7 separate regions of the Mus musculus genome follow, and regions 1, 2, 4, 5, 6 and 7 are each linked to region 3. A link is a contact called in public Hi-C, HiCAR-type, HiChIP or PLAC-seq and promoter capture Hi-C data. All regions are on one chromosome and are shown on one strand. Each heading gives the region's core, a stretch centred on a gene start, on an enhancer-like site or on the middle of the called end of the contact. The rest is flanking DNA. Distances are from core to core; before and after follow the strand shown.

Region 1 (3,514 bases), core at 898-3,397, 1.2 Mb after region 3:
TGCTTTTTACTTACTTAATGACCCTGATGGTCTGTAATAAGTTTGGAGAAGGTCTAGGGTTGAATTTGAAGCCTCAGGTAGTTTACCTTGAGAGTTGACAATTGATTTGTGCTTAGTTAGGCCTGCATAACATGTCATTTGATCTTGGTTCCTTTCTCTAGTGAGGGGACTGCAGATGGCCTTGCTACACAGTTGCCAGAGCAATTGCTTAGCCAAAAGTGATTGAGGTTACTGCTGTTTGTTTTTTCACATCAAACGAGTGAGGTTTGGGTATGGCTATTTTGCATCATTTTCTTTTTGTGCCGGCAGTAATGAAAATTTTGCCTCCTTTGCCCGCTATGGGTATCCTGTTTGTCCCCGTGAGCATGGGCTTCTGAGAATCTGTTGATTTTTTTTTTTTTTTTAAGATTTATTTATTTTTATTTATATGAATGCACAGTAGCTGCCTACACACCAGAAGAGGGCATCAGATCTCATTACAGATGGTTGTGAGCCACCATGTGGTTGCTGGGATTTGAACTCAGGACTTCCAGAAGAGCAGTCAGCGCTCTTAACCACTGAGCCATCTCTCTAGCCCCTCTGAGTTTCTAACTGCCTTTTCTACCCTAAAGATGTTAAGTTTTCTCTAGTCTTTTTTTTTTTTTTTTTGACGGACTAAAGTGGGGTTCTATGTATGTCCTAAATGCTGGTGAGAATAAATGAGAGACTCAGTATATCTTTGTCTCCCTGTTTGTGGTTCATATGGTGTAGTGATATGCAGGCTGGAATCTGTCAGCATTTCAGTAGTGAAAAAAAAAAAAACTGAATGATGATCTTTCTATCCACATTTTGTTGGTTTGGAGCCAGGGTTTTCCAACCAGTCCTCCAACTGGCAATTCTCTTGCCTTACTTCTCAAGTGCCAGGGTTATAGGTATGTACTGCCTCATCCAGATGTGTTGTTAACTCTGACTACTACATATTTCCTTTTGTAAGCATTTAAGAAACTTCCTTTTAAAGGCAAGTAAGAAATTTGTGCAGTGTGTTTGGTGTATACTTCCCTTCTGCTTTAGAGCTGTGCTCCTGGCATTCCATTGTGATTGGACAAGTGATGTTTAAGCTTCATCTATAGAGAAGCATCTTGTCTTGGGAAACTTTTCTTATTTCCAGCTTTTTTGGGAGCTTATTCATAAACTACATTTGTAATTCATGAGCTCTGGAGTTGTCTTCAACTCTCTGCAGCCAAGAGAGTAATGAGAAAGTTTAAAATTACAATTGTTGCCAGTCATAGTGACACACACCCTTTAATCCTAGTGTTCATTGTTAAGGTGGATCTTTGAGAGTCTGAAGCTAGCCTCAGAGGTAGGTAGGTCTTTGGGAATGAAGGGTAGCCTGGTCTGTCTACACAGCCAGTTGCAGGCCACCTGTTGTAAGCAAGCAGATACCAAATCACTCATTTTGGAATATTTGAAGACTGAAATGTCTTAATTACTAGACAATAGATAGAGCCTCTTTGCAAAGCCCATGTGCATACTTCCGTGTTTTTAGAACTGTTGTGGTGTGGATATCTATGCATATGTATACACATGTAAGTATGGCTGTGTACATATGCATGTGTATACATATGTGAAAGAGTAGGGAGAGAGTAATGAGTTGCTAACCCTTTTTCCATGATGTTGGGATTCATTAACCCCAAGGACTTTGGTTTTGCTCGTTTTTTTCTTTAAGTTTTAGATTTTAATGTTGTCCTCATTTAAAAAAAACTTTTTATGAGATTATATATCATTTCTCCCTTCCCACTCCTTCCTCTCTCCAAAGTATTTTTAAACTTATGCGTATGTGTGTTTATCCTGAATATGTGTACCACATGCATGTCTGGTGCCTGCAGAGTTTAGAAAAGGATGTCAGATCTCTTGTAACTGAAGTTCTGGACAATTCTGAGCCACTGCGTGGGTGATGTGCACTTTTAACCACCCATTCAGTTCTTCAGTCCCACATTTTTTTTTTTCATTTTTAAAAATATTTGTATGCAAATGTACTGCAGTCATTTGGTGCTTTTAGAGTGGGGGGGGGGCTGATCTCACACTGGAGGAGCAGACAGCAGTGAACTTGTCATGCGAGTCACGGTGGGAGCTGAGGTCATCAGGCCGTGAGTGCCTTCTCTAGACCCAACACTTGGAGTCCTTACTTTGCATTGACTTTTAAAGATGGGTGAGTCAGACTCTGTTAGTGTCACTAGATAGCTGCTTTTTACCAAGTTAGTTTTGGCAGACAGGAAGCAAATATTGGCAAGAAGACTTAGAGAATTTGGTAAGATTCACACTCAAGCATTTAAACATTTGAAGCAGTGTGTAGGTGTACTGAAATCCCAGGCTTTAAAAAATTCCCAAGGAACAGCTAGGGACATGGAAAGAGGGAAAGTTACCGAGTGACAGATGGGGTTTTACTCAGGTCAGCAGATTGGAAGTTGAACTTCTTTTGTGAGAAGATCAGTAATTTCAGAAGTGACATATTACAGGACTTTCTCATTCTGTCATGAACTGTACACATTTTGCTTTGAATCAGCCAGCATTGTGTTCCATAGGCATTTACTGCATCTCATTTATAATGCTATATATTTTTAAAACTTTCCCATTCAGATCTCACCTGTAACTGGAAGTGACATTTATTTATTGACAGTGTAGGGAAAATTACAGCAGTGGGTAATTGCAAACCTCTTTAATTTTAAATGCATATTGCTGGGCATATGTTACTTCTTTTATGAAATTAACTCTACTGTTAGTAAGTCCTTAAAAATATCTCTTGTGGAACCATTCAGTTCTTTCCACAGTGGTTCCATAGGAAGAATGAACTTTGAATATCCTTTATTCCAAAATATCAGGAAATTGGTTTGCCTTGTGGGTGTGATGATTTGCTTTTGACTTCCTTTTGTGAAGTAGTGAAAACAATTAAAATAATCATAAAATACGTATTTTATGTGTGAAAGCTTTGTCTGCATGTTTGTATGTTGTGCACCACATGCCCTTACTGAATTGCAGGAAATGTAATTCAGGATTGGTTTGTTGGTTTTTTTCTGTAGTCCTGGCTGTTCTGGAACTCTATAGACCAGGCTGGCCTCGAACTCATATTCGCCTGCCTCTGCCTCCTGAGTGCTGAGATTAAAGGTATGTGCCACCTCTGCTTGGCTTGTTTGGTTTTTAAAGCAAACACTTTTATCATATCAGTAAGCTATGCAAACTGTCTAACCAATAGAGGCTCTAACATGTTGGATTAATAGCTTCACATGAGTAGTGCATGTCCTGTTTTGCCTTTCAATGGCTTCTTTAGGTAAATGATTTATAGTGTGGTCACTTCTCATGTGTTTTATTCTTCACTCTTTTTCTTTTCTTTTCTTTTTTTAAATTTATTTATTATATGTAAGTCCACTGTAGCTGTCTTCAGACTCTCCAGAAGACGGTGTGGTGTCAGATCTTGTTACAGATGGTTGTGAGCCACCATGTGGTTGCTGGGATTTGAACTCCAGACCTTCGGAAGAGC
Region 2 (3,458 bases), core at 67-2,566, 1.3 Mb after region 3:
AGGGGCACACGGAGAGCGACCACCACAAGTTCCACTCCCTGCCCCGCTTTGAGCCCAAGAATGGGCTCGTCCACGGTGTCACACCTAGGAATGGATTCCGTAGCAAGCTCAAGGAGGTGGGCCGGGCCCCACTGAAGACGGGCCGGCGGCGGCTGTTCGCTCAGGAAAAAGAAGTGGTCAAAGAGGAGGAAGAAGACAAAGGTGTCCTCAATGACTTCCACAAGTGCATCTATAAGGTGAGTGGGCTGTGCGGTAGGGTGTGCCCTGCCCTGCTGGAGCCGGAGGAAGCTGACTTGTTCTGTGGGATGAGCGCTAGGACGCTGTCTTAGGACTGTTCTGAGCTGCTGTGACCAAATATCACAGAGGAGACTTTCTGTGTTGCTTCTAGAGGTTGGGCTCTTTCTCATTTACAGCATTAGGTGAGTCTTTGGCAACACAGAACTGTCATGAAATGGCGTGCTCTCCATGCCTGTTGGTAGTTATTTAAAGCCGATACTATGATAGTATATTAAACCCCAGGAAATATTTCTTGTTGTTTTTATAAACCTGATATGTTAAATAAAGATTTAGTTGGAAAAAGCTGACATGGTTGGCCCAGGTGCCCACAACTTGTCTGTGGCACTGCGGGTGGCTGCAGGGGCATGCCCATCACCCCTGTCTGTTGCATCTGTGGTAGTGTTTACATTAGATCCTTCTTGTACTTAGGGAGCTTAGAAAGGTTTCAAGTTGCAGGAAAGTAACCTTGTCAACCTCATGCCGAGCCTTGCCTTGCTGGAGAGCAAACCCACCCCTGTCTTCATGCTCACCTCTTGGTGTTGCTTTCCCGAGCACAGTGTACTGGGATAACAAACTTAGGTGGGTGTTGTCACCTATTGAGCACACAGTGTGTCTTTGTCACTATGGGGAAGCCACTGGACAGAGACCTATGACAGAAATTTATGTCTTAACATAACATGTCTTAAGCCAAACTCTTCTTCTGTTTTCTTTGTTTCAGGGAAGATCTGTTTCTCTAACAACTTTTTATCGAACAGCAAGAAACATCATGAACATGTGTTTCAGCAAGGAGCCCGCACCAGCAGAGATTGAGGTAAGTAAGTTAGCCATCTCCATACAACGTCCTGTGACACTAGGAAGGGTCTTGGTGCAGTATGATGGGACACAAAGGCAGAGGTTGTTCCGTGTGTCTGTGCTTGGGCAGCCAAGCATTTTACTCTGGGAATTCCCTAGTCTGCTGGAAGGGCCTGGGGGGCGTGCCTGGGCTCCATCGCTGGTCCAGCTGGCAGTTTTCACGCTCAGGGAACTGCCTCCTTCCCATCCTCTCTGTGTGTTCTGGAGGAGAATGTCTGGAATCCCCTCAAGTCGTGGTGTGCTTTTCTCCTTTCCTGTTCTTCATGTAATGGGATTGGCAGGTGGCCATGTTTGTGCTTCTGCCAGCTCTCTTCTTGGAGTTAGTGCAGTGTTGGAAGACAGTGTGCTCTTGTGTGCCCGGGCCAATTAGCAGCTGGTCCGTGTGAGGTGCTGCAGAATAGAGCTGGTCCTGTTTGTGTATATTCCCTGGCCAGTGCCCAGCAGAGTCCTTCAGACCCTACAGCTGCTGACATAGGAATCTAGCAGTGGCTGGTTTGTGAAGGGAGAGAAGCCAGTTCTGATTCCTGGCTCAGCACAGAGCTAGGAAGAGCAGTGTTGGGGAGGTGTAGCTTCTCCTTCTGGGTGACAGGTTCCCAGCCAGCTTTTTAGTTGACTCTGATTTAGAACTTGGATAACTCTCTTGCTGCTCATGCTCTACCTAGCTCTGTAGCCCGGAGCCTGACATCCACTGCCAACCCCGGGGTCAGCTCTGTCCAGGACTGGTCTGACACCCATGTGGCCGTTTTGGCTGCTTCTTCTTCTTCTTTTTTTTTTTCCGAGACAGGGTTTCTTTGCAGCCCTGGTTGTCCTGGAACTCACTCTGTAGACCAGGCTGGCCTCGAACTCAGAAATCCGCCTGCCTCTGCCTCCCAAGTGCTGGGATTAAAGGCGTGCGCCACCACGCCCAGCCTATGGTTGCTTCTTGACACCTCATTGACACTATGGCAGACAGGCCAGATTGAGAGGGTTCAGCCTGTGTCGCCCCTCCTGTGTTGAGCTCATGGTTACTGCTGGCCACAGCTCACTTTAAAGGCCTCTACAAGCTTCTATTTAGGATTTTTTTTTTTTTCCTTAGAAAGACTAGATTTTGCTGTAAACTGTAATCTGAATAAAGGAAATTGCAGGTTTGCTGAAATTCGTATTTTAGTTTGTGCCGGCTGCTGTGGACTCAGTCCTTGTGCCTCCTCTGGACATTAGTGCCTGCAGGTTTCAGCTCTGATCCATCAGTCTGAATCACAGGGTGTTCTTTCTGAGTAAAGGGTCCATTCAGGAATGGTACTGAATGGTACATGGCATTCCTTTATGGTTTGTGGCCGTTTGGCCCTTCAGACAGGCCTCTATTCCTGGGATTTGGGTTGCAGTCTCATCCTGGATGCTCATTGGTTGAGTTTTTCACAGTAAGGTTTGGTGGGAGGAGAATGGATTGAAAGTGCAGCTGAGGTTGGAGGCAGGGCCATCTTAAAGGAACATGACATCATTCCTTCACTCTTGATTGCAGTGCCTTCTCAAACTATCCCTTTCCTAATCTAATCAGCTCAGTTTGTTGCCAGCTGTCTGTCTGTTTGTCTCTCTCTCTCTCTGTCTCTCTCTCTCTGTGTGTGTGTGTGGTACATTTTGAGGTCAGTTTTGGAGTAAGTTCTTTCTTTCCAAGGAAAGTTTCTTTTCCAGGGATAAAAGTGAGTTTAGCAGGCTCATTGACCTTCCCCCCCCCCCCCCCCACACACACACACACACACACCTTATTTCCAGTTCCCAAAGGAGGATGCTGACTTGCAGCAGAGCACTGATTGCTTTGGAGAGGATGGCAAGGAGCAGTTGTGCTATGTGTTCTATGTCAACGCGTTAGTTTCCAAGTGTCAGTATGGAAGTCTTTCTCCCCTTATTCTCACTGCTGTTTGTTTGAATTTCTTTCCTAACATAGCATTTCACCAGTTTTAACTGTTAATGTTTGTTGATGCTTGTGTGTGGGTTTGTGCTTGCCCACAGCACATGCGAAGGATTTACCTTCTTCCTTGTTTGAGGCAAGGTCTGCACTCACTGCTGCCCATGCAAGGTTAGGTGGTTTGAGAGCACCTGGGGATTCTCCTGTGCCTGCTTGCACTATTGCCCTAGGTGTTCTGGGATCACACATGGACTCTATGTCATCCCGTTTTAGTTAGGTTTTGGAAATTCAAACTCAGATCCAAACACTTGTGTAACAAAGTGTTTAAGTGTCCATTTCTGGGAGATCAGGTCTGTTCATGTTAGTGTATAATCATCGTCCCAAATCAAAATTCAGTTCTCTATGCTCTTCCTTTATCCCAGCAGTCTCTGGCCTGCTTTGTCTCAGG
Region 3 (3,318 bases), core at 380-2,879:
AAAGTTTCCTAGTGTTTCTGCTGTGTCCCTTAAGATGTACGGAGCCTAACACTAAAACGGCACGATCTTGCTAACACAACGAGAAAGAACCTCCTTCTTTGCTCCCAAACCATAAATTATGAGCAAACACATTGGCAGGCAACAACAGCTTGTGAAAACTACAGCAAGCAGGGGTGTGGTAGCCCAGTCTTTAGTCCCAGTACTTAGGTGGCACGAGGGATCTCTGTGAGTTCGAGGCCAGCTCGGGCTACACAGTTCTCACCTGGTCTCAAGGCAGAACCAATGAAAAGAGCACACAGGATGGCAAGTTATGGGAAAAAGAAACCAGACAGATCTCCAACTCCCAATCCTACAAAACTCGGGCATAAAGCTCACTGCTCATTTTCCTATCTGCATATAAAGCGTCCTTCATTTTTCAGAACTATTAGGAGTTTCTCCTCTAGCCATATGTATTCTTAAATTTTAGATGCAGGTAATTCTCATAGAAAAAAAAATACAGACAACCAAAGCATGGGTGCATATGGCCACTAATGGCCAGAAACAGGTTACTCAAGAAGTAATTAAGCCACGTTTGCTGATTGGCCTGTGCGATAAGATTTTATCTACTATTTACTGTGAGCACATTCCAGCTAGTTTACTTTCTTATGCAGTTCAGCGGTGTCCCTCGCCTCCTTCAATTACCCAAATGACACATCAAAGCTCTGGTCACTCAATTTAAACGCACAGAGTTCTTCAAGTCTAAACATAAAGCCTCTATTTTTCTTTATACTATCTGTCAAATTAGTACAGTAAAATTAGCATGGATAAGTGTGTGTAGTCATATAGAAAAACACCTGCTGCATATCTTGCTTGAAGTAAGCTCCGGAAAGAAAAGATTTTGTTGAACAAATTACCCGAAACAGCTAGTAAAGTGCCAGGCAGAGAATGGGCGACAGCGGGCCATGAATGAATCAATAGTTTGGAATCAAAACGAAATGTCATCTCTTCATTCAGGGATCTGCGCCCCTCGGTCCTGAATGCACCGGCTTCTAGCACTTTTTCCACTTTTCCCTGGCTCCAACAGGTGTGCAAGGGCAGCCCCGAGTACGCGTGTCATCCGGAGCCAGGACACCGGGGCTCTGGGCTGCGAACCCTCGCCCTGGCGGCGTGGCTACAGCCCGGTCACCTGTGTGACCCGCTGTCCCTCCCTCCCTCCGTCCTTTCTCACCTCTCCGGCTGCTCGCAAGCGCGGCCACACGCCGGGCGCCCAGCCGCAGACGGCCCAGCGCGTTCCTGCCGGCGCCGAGCGCGGCCGCGGGGAGAACGAGCCCCGGGCGCGAGCGCTCAGCCAGCGTCCTACGCGGGGCGGTGGCAGTGGCGGTGGCGGCCAGGCGCGGGGAGGGCACGAGCAGGAGGAACAACAGCGGAGACGCGCGGGCCGCCCGTCCGCGAGGCCTCAGCCAGCTTCGTCCACCGGGCAGCGTGGAGACGCCCGGGCGCGCCGGAACTCCGCAGCCGGAGGACGGGAGCCGCTGGCGACTCGGTGTGCGCCTCGGCCGCTCGGCCGCCACGGAGCCGCTGTCCATCCCCGAGCGGGTCACAGGCCCGAGCGCGCACGCAGGTCGCTCCCGCGCGGCCCCGACTCCGAGTCGCCTCGGGAGCGAGCGTGGGCCGCCGCGCAGACCTGCCCTTTCCGCCGTCGCCACGCCTCCTCCCCATCGCCGCGGGCCTCGTCCCCGCCCTCCCTGGCCTCGCCCCTAGTCTGGTCGCCCCAGCCAGGCTCCTCCAGGCTTGCCCTCTGCCGGGTCCGCCTTTACATCCCCACGCCCCTGTTCCCTGCCTGTGGCCTGCCCTAACCTCGTCTCCCAGACAGGAACTAGGGTGAGCCTTAGCCATTTTCCGCTGCAGAATCACGTTGCTCTTTCGGCTCCTACGATTTACAGTTTCATTTCGCAGTTGCCCTTAAGAATGTTAATGGCTCCTTTGCCCTTCGCAGACCTTTGAGAAGTTCTTGACCAAGCTCGACTGGCTTAGATTTTTATTAACTAGCCGGGATCTCAAGTTCCCTAGGGTTGTATTTTAGGGACTTATTTACCGGGCATAGGGAACTATGCTTTCAGAGTCCATACACTCACAGCTAAATTTCCAGTTTTGATTTTGCTTTTCGTTTTTGAGACAAAGTTTCACTATGTAGCCTCCACTGTCCTGGAACTCTCTATGTAGACCAAGCAGACCTTGCCCGCTGACTGACGCGATTAAAGGCATGGACCACCACTTGGGACTACAGTTTTTGTTTTGGGTTAGAGCACATTAAAAGGTCCTAGTGTGGAAACGTAAAACGTAGTAGGGATATGAATGTTAAACTAGACTATGGCATAATAAGATATTTGAGACAGGCAGTGTTTTAGTTCCGAACTTTTTGAAAGACTGCTGCACTTTGCAGTTACCGGTCCTTTGTGTTATTTTGAGAAAGTTTGTTGGATGGATGAATAACAAGTACAAGGGACTATGCTGGGACAGAGAGAGGGAGGGGAAGGAAGGGGAGGGGAGGGGAGGGGAGGGGAGGAGAGGGGAGGAGAAAGAGAGAGAGAGGGAGGAGGACAGAGGAGAAAATGAAAGGACAAGACTGCCCCTCAGTATGTTGGTGGAGAGAGTCGCCAGAAAAGGGAAAGCATAGCCAGAGGCAAGAGACATCTGGGAAAGTCCAGAGGGTTGAACATGACCTTGAGCCTGGTCACGTGGGAGAAGTAGGAGGAGAGAGAGGCGAGCCAGGAGTTTAAAGGGTAGAGAAAAGGGGTTAGGTCACTAAAATGGTTGGATTATATGAAGAAGGGCATCTAAGAGAAGGGCAGCCCAGTCCCTGGACTGGAGACGTTAGGGTAGAGGGCAGACTAGGGCAAGGATCGGGTTAAGTAGTAAGCACTGACAGATGCTAAGAGAACCAGGGGCCAGGCCCGCTTTGAGGTGTTAAACAAGCACCTTAGTTAGCCCTTTGTCCTGGGTTTAAGACCTAACAGTTGTGTTCCTGAAGTGACCAGTACTTAGCGTTCCTCCTCCTCCTCCTCCTCCTCCTCCTCCTCCTCCTCCTCCTCCTCTTTTTTTAGCTAAGGGCTAAAAAATGTAGACAAACTGATGTGGAAAGTGCTGGGACCCATAATAAAAGAGCAGAGCTCTGGGCAGAGGAGTGTGTAAACAGATGCGGAAGACAGGTGCAGGTGACTACAACATGCAAATAATTTAAAAATTAGGTACAAGTCCGACACTTAAAAGGTTAAAATATCAGTTTGTAAAGTGGCAGGTAACACAAAATATTCACCTACAGCCTTTCCTGTTGATGAA
Region 4 (3,560 bases), core at 521-3,020, 1.2 Mb after region 3:
TGTTTTGGGAACCGACTGCCCGGGAGGAGAGAGAGGAAGAAGCCAATGTGTGTCTGCAGGTGGATGGGAGAGGCTCCAAGCCTTTTCGCTTCCCTGAGGCTAGCCAGTCAGATTTGAAAAGCAGGACCTTGAAGACCATAGGTTAGAACCAGGAAATTAGCGCCGAGGCTGGGAGCCGTGCTAAAGTTCCTGCGAATGCCCCCGAGAGCGACAGCAGGGCCTGCGATCCATTGATCTGAGCGACTGGCGAGCCTGGGCAGGGCAGGGGCTGGGGCAGGTAAGGCTGCGGGGCACAGACCATTGGGCTCTCGGGCACTCAGTGTTCGAGACGCTTCCTTACGGGCTGCCTGTGTTGGGGGGTCGGTCTCCATTTTTCCGTTCACGGTTTCACCTCGGCGTTGGGAGTCTCGGTCGCGGACAGCCCTAGTCCTGAGGGTAAAGACCCCCTTCACCGTCTCCAGGGACGGCGGGGCTTCACCTCGGAGCCACCGGCGACGGCCTAGGGTCGCGTCGGCCCCGGGGACAGGGGCGGGCACGCGGGCCGGCGACCACGAGGCCGCGAGCTTTCGCCGGGAGGCTGCCCCAGCCGCGTCTGCCTCGCGCGTGGGGTCGCGTGCGGCCGCGGGCCGGCTTGGAGCCGTGACCTCGGACCACCCCGGCGGCCGAGCGGCCGCCCGCTTGCTCGGCACACGGGCGCTTGTCCTGAGGTGACACCGCCGGCAACGGCTGAAGCAAGCGGGCGCTGCCGATCAGCGAGTTCGCACCGAGCGAGGATCCCTCTTGGTGCGTGGCCCAGTTTGGCTGAGGACCCGCTCCAACCCCTCGCTGACACCGCCCCCCGCCGCCGCCGCCGCCACGCTCCGAGGCCTTTCCCCCGGGAAGCCTGGCGGCTTGCCCTCGCGGGCCCGCGGGCGCGCTCTCGCGCGCCGATTCCTCGATTCCACAGGCGGTTCGCGCCCGGGGTGGGGGCGGGGCGGGGCGCGCGGGGCCGGGCCGAGCCGGGCCGGGCCGGGAGGGCGGCCCCCGCGGGGAGGGGACTGGGGGGCGGGGCCGGCGTGGGGAGTTCCTCGCTCCCGGACCACACGCTCCGCGGGCCAATCCCGAGCCAGCCTCTAGCAGTGTCGCACGCGGGACACGTCCAAGCGTTTGTTGGCAGGGCCCGGGGAAGGGGGAGGGGGAAGCGATCGGGGAAAAGGGAGTTGAGTGACAGGAGGCGTGGGGCACGCTGGGAATTGTAGTTCTTCGCTTCCGTGGCCATAGCCATTTTGTAGTCAAGGGACTACAACTTCCAGAAGATCAAGGGGACTATTCTAAGGTGCCCCGGGAATAGGCGGCTCTCCCCCGGGCCGGGCGTCCTGGGGCACTGGTACCCAGCTGCCCGGCTGCAGGTAGACGTGAGGGCAGTGGCGAAGGTTTGCATGCGGCGACTGTTGGGTGAGCGGACTGCGGGTGGGGGGGGGGGGGGGGAAGGGGCTGAGGTGGAGCGACCGAGCGTGCCATGCATTGAGCTAGGGAGCCTCTCTCAATTCCACGACTGGGCTCGGCGTGGGAGAGGCGCCTGACGGGCGGCCCGCAGAGGCTTCGTGGAGGCCTTTCCGGGGTCTCGTCGACGGGGCTGCGGGAGTTCTCCGCACCGGGCCGGGGCTTGTGGGCAGAGGTTAGGCAGGCGTGCGGGGGGCTCAGCTGTGGGAGTTTTCGGCTGGCGGGAGGTGGCGAATTAGCCGAGGAGCCCTAACTTGTATAAAAGCAGAGTCCATTTAAAGTTGGGCTGGCTAGCCTCTCTCTCATTGGTTAAGGGGCTTGGAAAAAAGAGACTCGGCGAGCCCTCCGCTGTGGTGCTGCCGCCGCCACCGCCGCCGCTGGAGTTGACTCTTCTGCTCGCACTGCTGCTGCAGCACAAACGTGACTTCCAACATTTTAAATTTATCTTTTCCTTTTTTCTTCTTCAAGATGTAACTACAGATCAGATACTAAGGACCTTCACGTTTCGCTGATGTAGTTTTTGGAAGAAAAAGGGGGGGAGTGAAGGGCGTCGGTTTTTTTTTTTTTCTTCTTTTTTTTTCTTTTCTTTTTTTGTGTCTGTTGTATGTTTCGGGGGAAATTTTCCATTATGAGTGTTTTACTAAAGTGAATTTTTCTTGTTTGCTTCGCTCGTCTTTGGCTCTTTTTATATTTTTTCTTTTATCCTTCTCAATTTCGGATTTATTTCAAGGCGAATCTGGTTTTGGGGGAAGAGGAAGAAAAGTCGGATTACAAGATCAACCACCACCAACAACAATAAAAACCACCAGGATATTTTTTTGCAAATTTCTGACGGCTTTAAATTCATGAAGCAATTGTCCCCTTTTGCAATCAGCATTTGGATCTCAGAATGAGCAAGGAAAGACCCAAGAGGAATATCATTCAGAAGAAATACGTAAGTGCTCTTAACAACACATCCTTTGGCTTGCAGTTTTAAGCGATGGTTGTGAATGTCAAGTTTATAGATAATTCTGCAGCTGAAAGGTTTTAAACAGCGTCCGATAAAGCTCTTTCTTTTCCGAAAGGGCTTTTCAGGCAAAGTCGTGTCTGCCTAGTTTGGTTGAGAAAACAGACTGGTGTAGAGATACCTCAAGTATATAAATTGACCTCGAATGACACAACGTTGATGTAGTTTTGGTGAAAGGCAAGGGGTTTTGGTGGAGGTTGGGGTTCTGTGTGTGGGGGCCCCCGCAGTGATCTAACTGCATTCTCGGGCGGATTTGGTCCCATATTGCACTTTGCATACAAATGAGCCTGTTATTAGTGTTATTTGGAAAATCGTGTAAGGTATGTGTGTTGGAAGCTAAGTTGCAATCCAGAGTACGATTATGGCGATCTTCTAGCACTGGCACATCATTTAATATATGTGGCCCTTTTGGCTTATCTAGCTTGCAACATGACCCAGTTGGGAATCATGTTACTGGGAATGCATTTATTGGTATTGACTTTTATAAAGAGGCTGGTTTTGGTTCTAAAGATTCATGGTTTCTAGTTTGAGGGGAAAAACATAGCTCATGTAAAAGTATATGTGTGCCTGAGTGAATGCATGTTAATACGAATAATTTCTCCCTGAAAACTGGGTTTCTGAGATTGGGTTGTGATGGTTAGGTTTGTTTTGTGCACAGTATAGCAGCGTCTTGCTTGGCATAGGGAGTGTTTTTGTTTTGTGTAGTGGCTTTTTTTTTTTTTTTTTTTTTTTTGTAAGTTTGGGGGGAGGGAGTAGAGAGGGAAACCAGGGGATTAACCAAATATGCACTCGAGTGATCCGGTGGTTAGCTGCGTATGCTTTAGAGCAAAGTACACTTTTTTCCCCCAGAAAAAAAAAAGGCCCTTGAAGATAAATAAAGAACAATGCGACCCTATGAGAAAGTTTTATTTAACTAGGGTCGATGATTTGGTCTTAATATTTTTCCTTTTTGGTTAGAGAGGAGTGTATAATGGGAGATGACCTTCTGGGCAGTGGTTTTGTTAAATGTGTACACACACACACATTTAATGGAAAACCTGAATTTCTCCCGGAGAGCTGATCCTAATCTATA
Region 5 (3,308 bases), core at 490-2,989, 1.4 Mb after region 3:
CTTAAAACAAAATTAACAACAACTAAAATAAAAAATGATACATGGATTAACAACCTACTTGCTTCCAATCCCCACACCCACCCCAAAGATCTTCTGAAGAGGGAAGCAAGCCAGCCCTGGAGAGGTCTAAAATGACTTGCTGTGTGGAGGTTTGGAAGCAGCTCCTCCTTTCCTAGTGGATGGGGTAGAAGCCACAGACACTGTTATGATCTAACCCACTTACCATCTTGAGAGATTTCAAACAATCAGGCTCGACTGTTCTAATTCCTGCAGGCCGAAGCTGACTGTATTTCTTGAGCCTGGTCAACAGCCTCCTAAACAGCAATGATCTTTCCCCAAACTATGCACACTTTTCTTGTTGTTGATGTTAAGGCTGATGTCAAACTCATGGCAATACCCCTGCCTCAGCCTTCCACATGCTTGGATTACAGATATGAGCTACCAGAGCTGGCTTTTGACCCACTTCTGTTCTGGAAGGCAGAGTGGAGCCACTCTGGTCATACTCTCTGTCTATGGCTAATTTAGCAGAGATGGTTCCATGCAGTACTTCCAGGAGCAGTACTGTGCTCCAGCCTAAGAACTGCACCCAGATAGGCAAACGAGGCGTTTCACCCACACACTGTATTCGCCCCTCTCTGAGCTAAAACACTACTCCCTCACACAGCTTTCTATGACCTCCCATCCAAATGGAACCTGACAATTACAAAAACCTCTAAACAGAACAGGAGAGCCTCAGTCTCGAGTGAAGCAGAGTTCTAGGATATGGAAAGAAGGCAGATTAAAAAAAAAAAATTAAAAGAAACTGTCAAAATGAAAACACTTGAAGCTAAGCACTGTGGTTCATGCCAGTAATCCCAGATTCAGGAAGCAGAGATAGAGAGAGGTATAACAAGTTTGAAGCCAACATACTTTACATAGAAAGTACACACCAACCAAGCCTACCTAGAGAGATTTTACCTCAAAACTAATCAACCAACCAAAACCTCCATCAAAACAAAAGGTCTTATTTATACTTCAAAATGCACTGAAAATCCCTATACAAGAAAAATATTGGCAAACTAAAGAACTAGTCTGCCTCTGTCTTAGGCTTAAAAGCCATCTTACAGTAAAGACAAACTAGGCTCACTGCTGTTTGTGATGAAACTTCTGTTTCTCAAGGACTGGGCTATGCCCACCTGTAACCTTAACTACACATGGTATTCAACTGTCTGTTCCAGGAATGGCAGGCAGGCCTTTGTTTCAAAGGGTTAACCACCATCTTGCAGCTCTACCTTTGTTTTGAAAGGGTTGGTATGGCTACCTTGTTATGACTGCCTGCGGTTAGGGCAGTCTTTGTTTCAGGGGCTGTCATAACTGACTTGCTATGCTTATTTTCTGCTTCTGTAACCCCACCTATTTTGCCCGCCAAATCCTCCATTTGGAAATTCCTGACCACTGAGTCATAAGAGCTTTGTCTTCCTCATACCCAAGGCTGACCTCTAGAACCCCGCCCTAGGAGGAGGCTGTCTTGTACACGCCTAAAACAAGCTTGCTTTAATTATTTGCCTGCTTTAATTAATTTGGACAAGATGATTTGAGCTGGTGGTCTTTCTCCTCCCATCTTTGGAATTAAATAAATCATATATATCCAGATCCAAAACTGGTATAGTAAATGAACAGTTGCTTTTGCATTGCTGTAAGGAAAACACTCTCCCAGGACAGTCATGGGAGAAGGGTGTGTCTGCTCACATTCTCTGAGGAAACAGCCCCCGCACGATGAAGAAGCTGCGTCCCCGGAGAAGCTCAGTGCACAATAGTAGAGCAACAGTAGAGCATGCAGCAGTGACTTCTTCACAGAATGGACCAGGAATTAGAAACTGTGGGAAGGCTCAGACCAGGAGGCAGAGACTGGCTGCCTTGTGGAACAAGGATATCATGGTTGGAAGTAAAATGTCCCCACAGGGTTTGAACACTAATTCCCAGTTGGTGGCTGTTTTGAGAGTTTGGAAAGGCTTTTGAAATGGGGCCTACTTAGAAGTGACCTCTGGAAGATGGTTTTTGTTTGTTTGTTTGTTTGTTTTCTAAAGCATTATCACATGCATACAGAGCACCTAAGAGCCCAGAAGAGAGCATAAAATTACTTAGAAGTGGAATTAGCTGCCTTGTGGGTGTGGGAAATTGAACCTGAGTCCCCCGGAAGAGCAGTAAATGCTCCTAAGAGGTGGACCATTTCTCCAGCCCTTGGGAATGGGGTCTTAATGGTAGTAACTATTCTAGTCTACCCCCAACTTGCTGCTTCCTGCCTGTCACCACAGATCCAACTGAACTAACTCACTGGGATGTTTTCCCTGGCAAACAGCCTTATTTATTTATTTATTTATTTATTTTTGAACAATGAACCAAAATAAATCCTTCCTGAACTGAAGTTGATTCTCTCAGAGACACTGGCACTGATGAGAAAGTATTAACACGGAGCATTAGTCTCAAAGGCTTATCACCAGTGACTTGGCCTTGCCAGCCTTCGTATTGTTAGCATTGTAAACGCCCAATAGCAGTGGTGATTAGTCAGCCATCCACATCAGAGCTATCACACACTCACTCTTGTGGCTCTAGTCTAAGAAGGCAGGTAAAGGCTCAGGGACAGCTCCCTAAGAGAGCACTTCCTGAGCATGTGGTATCCTTGGTCAAACCCCAGCAGTGCAAAACCAGAACAAATCACACTACCCCGTGCAGACCCGGAGAGGCAGAAGCTGCAACTGCACCACACTGCTAGCAGGGATGCAAAGTGTCAGTGCCGTCCTGGGAAAATCAGCGACTTCTCTAAGGAGTGGTAAGCAAACCTCAGCACACACCTCAGCAACGTCTATCCTAAGATCTACCCACGATAAATGAAGATCTCCATAGTTTATGTTTTCTTTTTTAAAGGTTTATTTATTATTACATGTAAGCACACTATAGCTGTCTTCAGACACACCAGAAGAAGGCGTCAGATCTCATAGATCTCATTACAGATGGCTGGGAGCCACCATGTGGTTGCTGGGATTTGAACTCAGGAACTTTGGAAAAGCAGTCAGGGCTCTTAACCGCTGAGCCATCTCTCCAGTCCGATAGTTTATGTTTATAGTAATGTTACTCACAAAAGGAAATGAAGTACCAGGTAACTGTCGGAATATACATCTATCTCCACACAAATGTAAACAAAAGAAGCCAAGTGAACATATATAATATGTGCCATTTACATGAAATAACCAGAAAAATCTACAGACAAAAAACTGATTATGTTTGTCTAAAGTTGCAATTACAAACAGAAAGGCATCTTTGGAGATATT
Region 6 (3,126 bases), core at 567-3,066, 1.1 Mb after region 3:
ATCAAACTTTCAGTGAGCTCTACCTACCCCCGCCCCCCCAGTCTCCACGCCCTGTTTCTGCTCTGAGTATAGGCACAATATGGGTGTGCCACTGTATTCGCCTGAGTTACACACTCCTTATTTGAACTCAAGGGCCCTACATGCTCTTTCCCAAACTTACATCCAGCTCTGGCTCAGAGAATTCAACACATAATTACATGAGCCTGGGTACCAAGTACTTCCTGGCTAATATGGGAATGTAGCCCGTGGCAGTTAAAGATGCCTTCTTTTTCTATGGAGGGAAAAGGGGTAAAATGGATTCACATTCATTTCACTTACTATGCTCTGTTCAGTTCATCCTTGTGTCAATAGCAAGTCATGAAAGGCTGGATGGGTATAGCCCTCATGACGATGAAGACCTTCCCCTGTAAGAGGACAATCCAACTGTTTCCTTAGCTTTGGGTAGACGTCTTGCCTCCAGAGAAATGGCCCTGGATAAGGGAAGGGCCTCACATGCCCAAACCTGAAATCCTTCCAGTTTATATGTGCTTTGAGCGTATGTAGATCTTTATTTTCTCTTTCATGCAATGAATCATAATTAATAATGGCCAGAGGGTGAGGAATTACAGTCATGCCTTATTACTAAAGATGAGTCTTCACCCTTAACTTCGCCGATGATGACGGTGGTGAGGAAGCATTTCGTCAATCGGAGGCGCAGGTTTTCCACCCCGCATCTCCAGAGAAGGGCCAGCGCAAGGCAGCTGAGAGTGCAGAGGAGGGGTGGCTGTTAGTCACTGTGTCGTGCTCCTGCACCCCCACTGAACTGGTGATTCAACTTCTGAGTTCAGAAATCTTTCCTTTTCTAGTTTGTTTTGCAATTTGAGATGGGGTGTGTTTGTGTGTGGGGGTAGTGTCTCATCTGACATGTGATGGTCTTGAACTTGTGTAGCTGAGATTGACTTCCAATTCTTGACCCTATCCATTGTGTTTTATAAGAAAGGGAGGAGGGGGATTGGAGAAGAGACAGAGAGGAGAGAAGGAAGGAGGATAAATGAGGGAGGAGGGAGCAAGCAGCCCTTTTTATAGTCAGGCATTCCCGGCTGTTGCCAGGTAACTGTGGGGCGGAGCCTAGATAACACTATCACGTCCACCTCTCACCTTACAGACCTGTACCATCATGGTTGCCTTGGCCTGAGAAGAAATCTGCTTAACATGCTATAGAGATGCACAAATCAATATAAGGTATTTGCGTAGGGAAGTGGGTAGGAGGTTGAGACGTTGGAAGGAGCAAGTGGGTGAGGTGGAGTAAATTAAAACCTGGGGGGCGGGGACTGGGAAGGGGGCAGCAATCGGATGTAAAGTGAATAAATATATAGATAATGAAACGAGGCTAAAAGGAGGGATGCACTGAGTTCTTTGCTATCCTGGGCTAACAAAACATAGATAAGATACATCTTAAAAATTAAAAACACATGGGCTGAAGAGATGGCTCGGTGGTTAAGAGCACCGACTGCTCTTTCGAAGGTCCTGAGTTCAAATCCCAGCAACCACATGGTGGCTCACAACCATCCGTAATGAGATCTGACACCCTCTTCTGGTGCATCTGAAGACAGTTACAGTGTACTTAGATATAATAATAAATAAATCTTTAAAAAATGTAAAAACACATACCGTGAATTTCAAAGCATGGGAAGGGAAAGAAATATTCCTTGCTCAGAAAAAGACAGATGCAGGAAAAGGAAATGTGGGGGTGGGGCGAGATCGAGTCAGCAATTTCTCCTACCACTGACTGTGGCCTCCTACTCTTCCTTTTGGTTTGAGAACTTGAGTCTTCGTCCCCACAAGTGCTAATGAGGCCTATTCTTTCGAGGGAGTCAGGCTCCGCCTGGCTCCTTTCCTAACCGGGAGCGGTGGATTGTTAAATCTAATAAGCATATGCACATTTGTCCCAAGAACAAATAGCTGTGACCTGCAAGGAAAATAAAATATTAAGTGCTTAACATCTTACTATAAAGAGCTGTGTAACGTCAACTCTGGTGGGATTCGATAGTCTATCGCTTGATTCCCTTTCAACTCTTTGCCCTTGGAGAATTTTGTTTGGCTTCTTCCTCTCCATCACCCACCCCGCTAAAAGGGACCTTAGAGGAGGATCCCGAAACCAACCTCCTTTCTCTCTTTAATCACCGCTATCCAAATGGTAAGTGCCTTTATTTGCATTTGAAGGAAAAATTCAAAGAATTGTATTGGAATGAGGAAGTCCCAAACATCCTGACCTTACAAAGGCCAAGGAAGGCAAAGTCCAGGGACCACAGACTGAAAAACAAGGCAAAAGTGAATATGGGAAAACAAACAAGCCAAACAACAACAACCAATGGCCGGCCGGCTGCTCAGTCTTCCTGTCTGGCTTGACCTTTTGGAAAGTGGAGACTAGGTGTCAAGTGGCCTCCAGTCTCCACTTCCCATGTGCTAAGATCACCTGTGTGCGCGCCTTTTGGAGTCTCCTTGTAGCCGGCCGGCTAACCTTACAGCCACCAAGTCTGGTTTTTAGAGTAACAGTGCTCCCCCCCCCCCATCCCCGTCCCCAAATCCAAAACATTTCCCTCCACAGCCTCGGAAAGGCTGGATGACTGGTGAACACTCCACTGCCCCACTCACAGCTCACAAATAATTTCTTGGTCCCTTCTGTCTGCTGATTGTAGGAGAATATGCAAGACACTAGAGGACGAACCAATAATCCGGCAAGGAAGCAGATGCACAGGATACTATAATAGAGCGCCTGAATCTTAGAATGAGCCTGACATGTACATTGCAGAAACTAGCTGGTTTCAGAATGGATTGGGCCTGGAGGTGGTGGAGTATAAGCTTTTAATCTCATTTCTCTGGAGCCAGAGACAGGCTGATACCAAGGAGTTTGAGGCTGGCCTCATCTACATAGCCAGTTCCAGGCCAGGGTAACCAAGAGAGACCTGGGGGTGGGGTGGAGGGTGGGGAAGGAGGGAGGAAGAAACCTCAGATGGGATTGAGGTAAAGTATGAATGGTCAAAACTGAGAGTAAGAGGTTAGAGGTGAGGGGGGTCTGGAAGGAGCTGGGGGGTCGGGAGTGAACATGATCAAAGTTTTAAAATTTGCAAAAAATAAAATTTAAAA
Region 7 (3,168 bases), core at 186-2,685, 1.3 Mb after region 3:
ACTCTGTTAGCTCCATTTCACACCTCTCATTAGCTTCTCATTCCTCAGTCCAGAGTAGATGCTCAGAACCATATAGCACTGAATTCTGTTCCTCCTCCTGCCATGCATACTTATTACTACGGATTCTTACTATCAGGAACGTTGAGATTAATAACTAATCATAATAAAACAGTAGTTATACTTTATTAGAATTAGTATGAACTACTTAGGATGCCTAGAGTGAAAATACTGTATAAAAGTATGATTAATTTATATATCATGGGCATACCTGCTCAATGGTGTAAGATTTCATCATTTTTCTAAGAATGATAATAAGGTATTTAGTTACATAATTTGCCATACGAGAAGTGTATTTTTGAGCTGGCAAATGAAAATGGTTTTGTCATTCTTGAAGTTGCTGCTTTAGTTTTCTTTCATGTGTACGTGGTGTTGTTGTTGTGCCAGAATGTATTTCTGTGCACCCAGTGCATGTATGTAGTGCCTGCAGGAGTTGTTAATTTTGGCAACTTTTACAATTAGTATCTATTTTTATTTCTAAAGAAAAACACTGTACTGAACTGGAGGATTTTAAATACTTCAAATATATATTGGGTTTCTCTAGGCTGTTTTTTTCTCTCTTTTTAAAAACAGTCCTAATCAACTCTGCCATCTTTCACATGTACAGAGTAAGTAGTAGCTCAGTAACTTGTACAAGGAAGAGCAGTTGCCCATATAAACTGTAGACTTTGCACACTTAAATACATCTTTCCCATTTCTTTAAGTCTTGTTTCTTGAACTCAGATAAATGTATTAATTAAATCATGCCAGCATTTTCTGAGATTTCTATAGGAGACTAGGAACTCTAAATGTCACATTATTGTGACATTGTCCTTCCTGCTTCCTGACAGTATGTTTTCATGTGGAGACACACATTGGATTCTGTTGTTGGTACCAATGCAGCAGAGAATGTATACATACATTGGGAGGTCGGAGTGAGATTCACAAAAGACATGTGCGGTCATCTCTTGGTGTAACCTCCTGTCTTGAATTTGTTCATTTGTTTGTCCCAATATATAGGGAGCAGAAAATCTGTGGTTTCCTATTCAGGCACTGCTTCTGACAGTGAAGGGAAAGGAAGCTGTGAAAGGTAGCACAACAGATATTTTAGGGTGTGAAAGGCAGTTGTCTTTCAATTAGAGATTTTATATTGATAAAAAGCATTCTTGGAGTCCAGGAAATCATTAGTTTGGACATGTGTGTCTTAGTCATTTTGAGTATGCAGTCTGAACATACGTTTACAATGAAGATGATTTGTGTGGACATGGGTTTGATTCTGGCTTGTTGCTTGTTTGGTATCTTGACTATTGATTGGGAGAATAGGCAAGCTGCTTTTCAAAGCACAGTTTCTCATTCTCACCACAGTGTAGTTTCCTGTTTTTCACATCTTGACTAAATGATTATGGTTGTTGGAGCATAGCAACTTGTGTGGAGTGGCATTTGTTTGTGATTTTGCTTTGGGTTTGTTTCTACACTAACTAGGCCTACTGAGTACCTTACTTAATTACAATAGAAACCTTGTACCCATCTGAGAAAGCTCTCATCTCTCGTCAGGGCTCTTATTTGGACTTCAAAATGTTAGGTCTGAGGGAAGCACTTTAGAGACAGAAATGTACAGGGTACATTTTATTCTAAAACAGTATACTGTCCAATACTAAGTCTGCGAACAATGTTGCAGAGCTTAGTTGTCTGCCTAGATGCAGGAAGCATCACGGTTGAATGATTTACCCTTCCATCCTCTTCATTGAGAAATGAGAACAGCCAGGAAACCCCTGAGCCAATTCTCCATATCTACCCACATCTGTTATGATTTCAGCGCAGGGGCTTCTTTCCAGTGCTCTGTCTGTAGTGCCCCGTCCGTTACAAGGGAGATATGGCTTGTATCACACAGATCCTTATGGAAGGGGTAGGGTGCAGGCAGGAGAGGAAAACGAACTCTGGTACTCATGCGTACTTGCGGGGTGTGTGCGTGTGTGTCTCTGCAAAGCCGGGTACGTAGGCAACCACTGGAAGCTAAAGAGTGCTAGAAGTTAAGTTCTTTGAAAGTAGCTGAAAACAAAAAAGACCAAAGTCAGTCACCCAGGAAAAGAGGTGATAACGCACACATGTAACAACACTGTTTTGACTTCTAATATTACACTAACTTTTTTTGAGTGTAGAGACACTTTGAGAAAACCTGTATTCTTGATCAACAGGCTATTACAGACTATAGATGGGCATACACCGACACGGGTCATAGTTAACAAGTGGCCATTTAGATGCCTTCATAATGTCAAAAAACAGATTTTTATAGAGTGTGGGTCCAAATTTGAAATGAACAAATTACTTTACTTGAATTAGCTTTGGGGGCTCCTTTGAATTTCTTTGAGTCTCCTCCAATACCTCTCCCCCCTTTTTTTTTTTTTTTTTTTTTTTTTTAAGATTTATTTATTGATTATATGTAAGTACACTGTAGCTGTCTTCAGACACTCCAGAAGAGGGAGTCAGATCTCTTTACGGATGGTTGTGAGCCACCATGTGGTTGCTGGGATTTGAACTCCGGACCTTCGGAAGAGCAGTCGGGTGCTCTTAACCACTGAGCCATCTCACCAGCCCCAACCTCTCCCCCTTAAGGAAGAGAAATGTATTCTCTAAAGAAAGTTAAAACAGTTTAGACTTGGTTGTAGAATACTTTGGAAAAGTAGCATTTGAATAAGAAAAGAAGATCTGCTAAAGTAAAGTAGGCAAAGGGAAAGAGGTGTAAGAGAGAGGAGAGAGAGGCAGAGTCAGCCCTGCTGACCGCAGCGGGGAGGGATCCATAAGAACCTTGTATTTAACCTTGTGAACATGGGCTCCTCCTCCCCTTTCTGCATATTTGGTCAGCAATCTCACAACCCCGTCCTTTTGAGTTGTGAGTCTAAATTACAGGGGCAACTGTGGACATACAGCTTTAAACACATTTCAGACGAACTTGTACTTTGTTTACAGTGGCTGCACTAATAATTCCTTTGCATTCACTACTTTTTGCAGTCTTGATTGAAGGAAAGTAATTAGTTTTGTTTTGCATACAATCAAATGACAGTACAATTGATATGTTTGTTCAATTAATGGTACTTCTAGAACTTTTACCAAGTTAATTTTACTGGGGCTAAC

Evidence for each region. A called contact is a pair of places that touch in the nucleus more often than the background predicts. HiCAR-type assays count read pairs that join an accessible place to other places. HiChIP or PLAC-seq counts read pairs in DNA pulled down with a chosen protein or histone mark. Capture Hi-C pulls out chosen DNA fragments and counts their contacts.
Region 1: a HiCAR-type map of fibro-adipogenic progenitors shows a contact between it and region 3, with 5 times the contacts expected there. The contact joins the enhancer-like site here to the promoter of Mcur1 in region 3. A contact is called at or near these places in 6 of 39 promoter capture datasets (the 3T3-L1 cell line, cranial neural crest, embryonic stem cells and 3 more) and 2 of 115 datasets of contacts at active chromatin or transcription factors (fibro-adipogenic progenitors and large pre-B cells).
Region 2: a contact with region 3 is called in a HiCAR-type map of kidney, with 4 times the contacts expected there. The contact joins the enhancer-like site here to the promoter of Mcur1 in region 3. A contact is called at or near these places in 7 of 39 promoter capture datasets (HPC-7-derived erythroid cells, cranial neural crest, embryonic stem cells and 4 more) and 1 of 115 datasets of contacts at active chromatin or transcription factors (kidney).
Region 4: a promoter capture Hi-C map of liver shows a contact between it and region 3, with 3 times the contacts expected there. The contact joins the promoter of Jarid2 here to the promoter of Mcur1 in region 3. A contact is called at or near these places in 9 of 39 promoter capture datasets (cranial neural crest, embryonic stem cells, frontonasal cranial neural crest and 5 more), 8 of 484 Hi-C or Micro-C datasets (B cells, CD4 T cells, LSK cells and 3 more), 22 of 115 datasets of contacts at active chromatin or transcription factors (the 230-238 cell line, T-cell acute lymphoblastic leukemia, astrocytes and 17 more) and 2 of 9 other capture datasets (adipose tissue and liver).
Region 5: an H3K27ac HiChIP or PLAC-seq map of embryonic stem cells shows a contact between it and region 3, with 9 times the contacts expected there. The contact joins the enhancer-like site here to the promoter of Mcur1 in region 3. A contact is called at or near these places in 8 of 39 promoter capture datasets (cranial neural crest, embryonic stem cells, frontonasal cranial neural crest and 4 more) and 3 of 115 datasets of contacts at active chromatin or transcription factors (embryonic forebrain, embryonic stem cells and forebrain).
Region 6: a contact with region 3 is called in an H3K27ac HiChIP or PLAC-seq map of embryonic stem cells, with 3 times the contacts expected there. The contact joins the enhancer-like site here to the promoter of Mcur1 in region 3. A contact is called at or near these places in 4 of 39 promoter capture datasets (embryonic stem cells, frontonasal cranial neural crest, liver and 1 more), 1 of 484 Hi-C or Micro-C datasets (embryonic stem cells) and 3 of 115 datasets of contacts at active chromatin or transcription factors (all in embryonic stem cells).
Region 7: a Hi-C map of CD8 T cells shows a contact between it and region 3, with 6 times the contacts expected there. The contact joins the enhancer-like site here to the promoter of Mcur1 in region 3. A contact is called at or near these places in 5 of 39 promoter capture datasets (cranial neural crest, embryonic stem cells, hippocampal neurons and 2 more) and 1 of 484 Hi-C or Micro-C datasets (CD8 T cells).

The regions. Positions count from the first base shown.
Region 1 is chr13:44,768,929-44,772,442 of GRCm38.p6, forward strand. The region is part of intron 1 of Jarid2 (jumonji, AT rich interactive domain 2); the gene reads left to right. Among named protein-coding and RNA genes, the nearest start is that of Jarid2, 39 kb to the left of the region's middle. Within about 2 kb of position 2,148, at least 39 of the 459 cell types and tissues checked have an H3K27ac peak or open chromatin away from gene starts, as enhancers often do. A contact at or near this core is called in fibro-adipogenic progenitors, where this site is marked.
Region 2 is chr13:44,906,500-44,909,957 of GRCm38.p6, forward strand. It overlaps Jarid2 (jumonji, AT rich interactive domain 2), which reads left to right. Exons shown (of 18, transcript NM_001205043.1): 8 at 1-236; 9 at 995-1,087. Among named protein-coding and RNA genes, the nearest start is that of Dtnbp1, 94 kb to the right of the region's middle. Within about 2 kb of position 1,317, at least 108 of the 459 cell types and tissues checked have an H3K27ac peak or open chromatin away from gene starts, as enhancers often do. A contact at or near this core is called in kidney, where this site is marked.
Region 3 is chr13:43,558,562-43,561,879 of GRCm38.p6, forward strand. It overlaps Mcur1 (mitochondrial calcium uniporter regulator 1), which reads right to left and starts at 1,630. Exons shown (of 9, transcript NM_001081059.3): 1 at 1,208-1,630. The coding sequence starts at 1,565.
Region 4 is chr13:44,729,501-44,733,060 of GRCm38.p6, forward strand. Jarid2 (jumonji, AT rich interactive domain 2) reads left to right here and starts at 1,771. Exons shown (of 18, transcript NM_001205043.1): 1 at 1,771-2,416. The coding sequence starts at 2,372.
Region 5 is chr13:44,938,087-44,941,394 of GRCm38.p6, forward strand. The region is part of intron 7 of Dtnbp1 (dystrobrevin binding protein 1); the gene reads right to left. Among named protein-coding and RNA genes, the nearest start is that of Dtnbp1, 62 kb to the right of the region's middle. Within about 2 kb of position 1,740, at least 86 of the 459 cell types and tissues checked have an H3K27ac peak or open chromatin away from gene starts, as enhancers often do. A contact at or near this core is called in embryonic stem cells, where this site is marked.
Region 6 is chr13:44,703,480-44,706,605 of GRCm38.p6, forward strand. No RefSeq gene overlaps it. Among named protein-coding and RNA genes, the nearest start is that of Jarid2, 26 kb to the right of the region's middle. Within about 2 kb of position 1,817, at least 29 of the 459 cell types and tissues checked have an H3K27ac peak or open chromatin away from gene starts, as enhancers often do. A contact at or near this core is called in embryonic stem cells, where this site is marked.
Region 7 is chr13:44,809,801-44,812,968 of GRCm38.p6, forward strand. The region is part of intron 1 of Jarid2 (jumonji, AT rich interactive domain 2); the gene reads left to right. Among named protein-coding and RNA genes, the nearest start is that of Jarid2, 80 kb to the left of the region's middle. Within about 2 kb of position 1,436, at least 18 of the 459 cell types and tissues checked have an H3K27ac peak or open chromatin away from gene starts, as enhancers often do. A contact at or near this core is called in CD8 T cells, where this site is marked.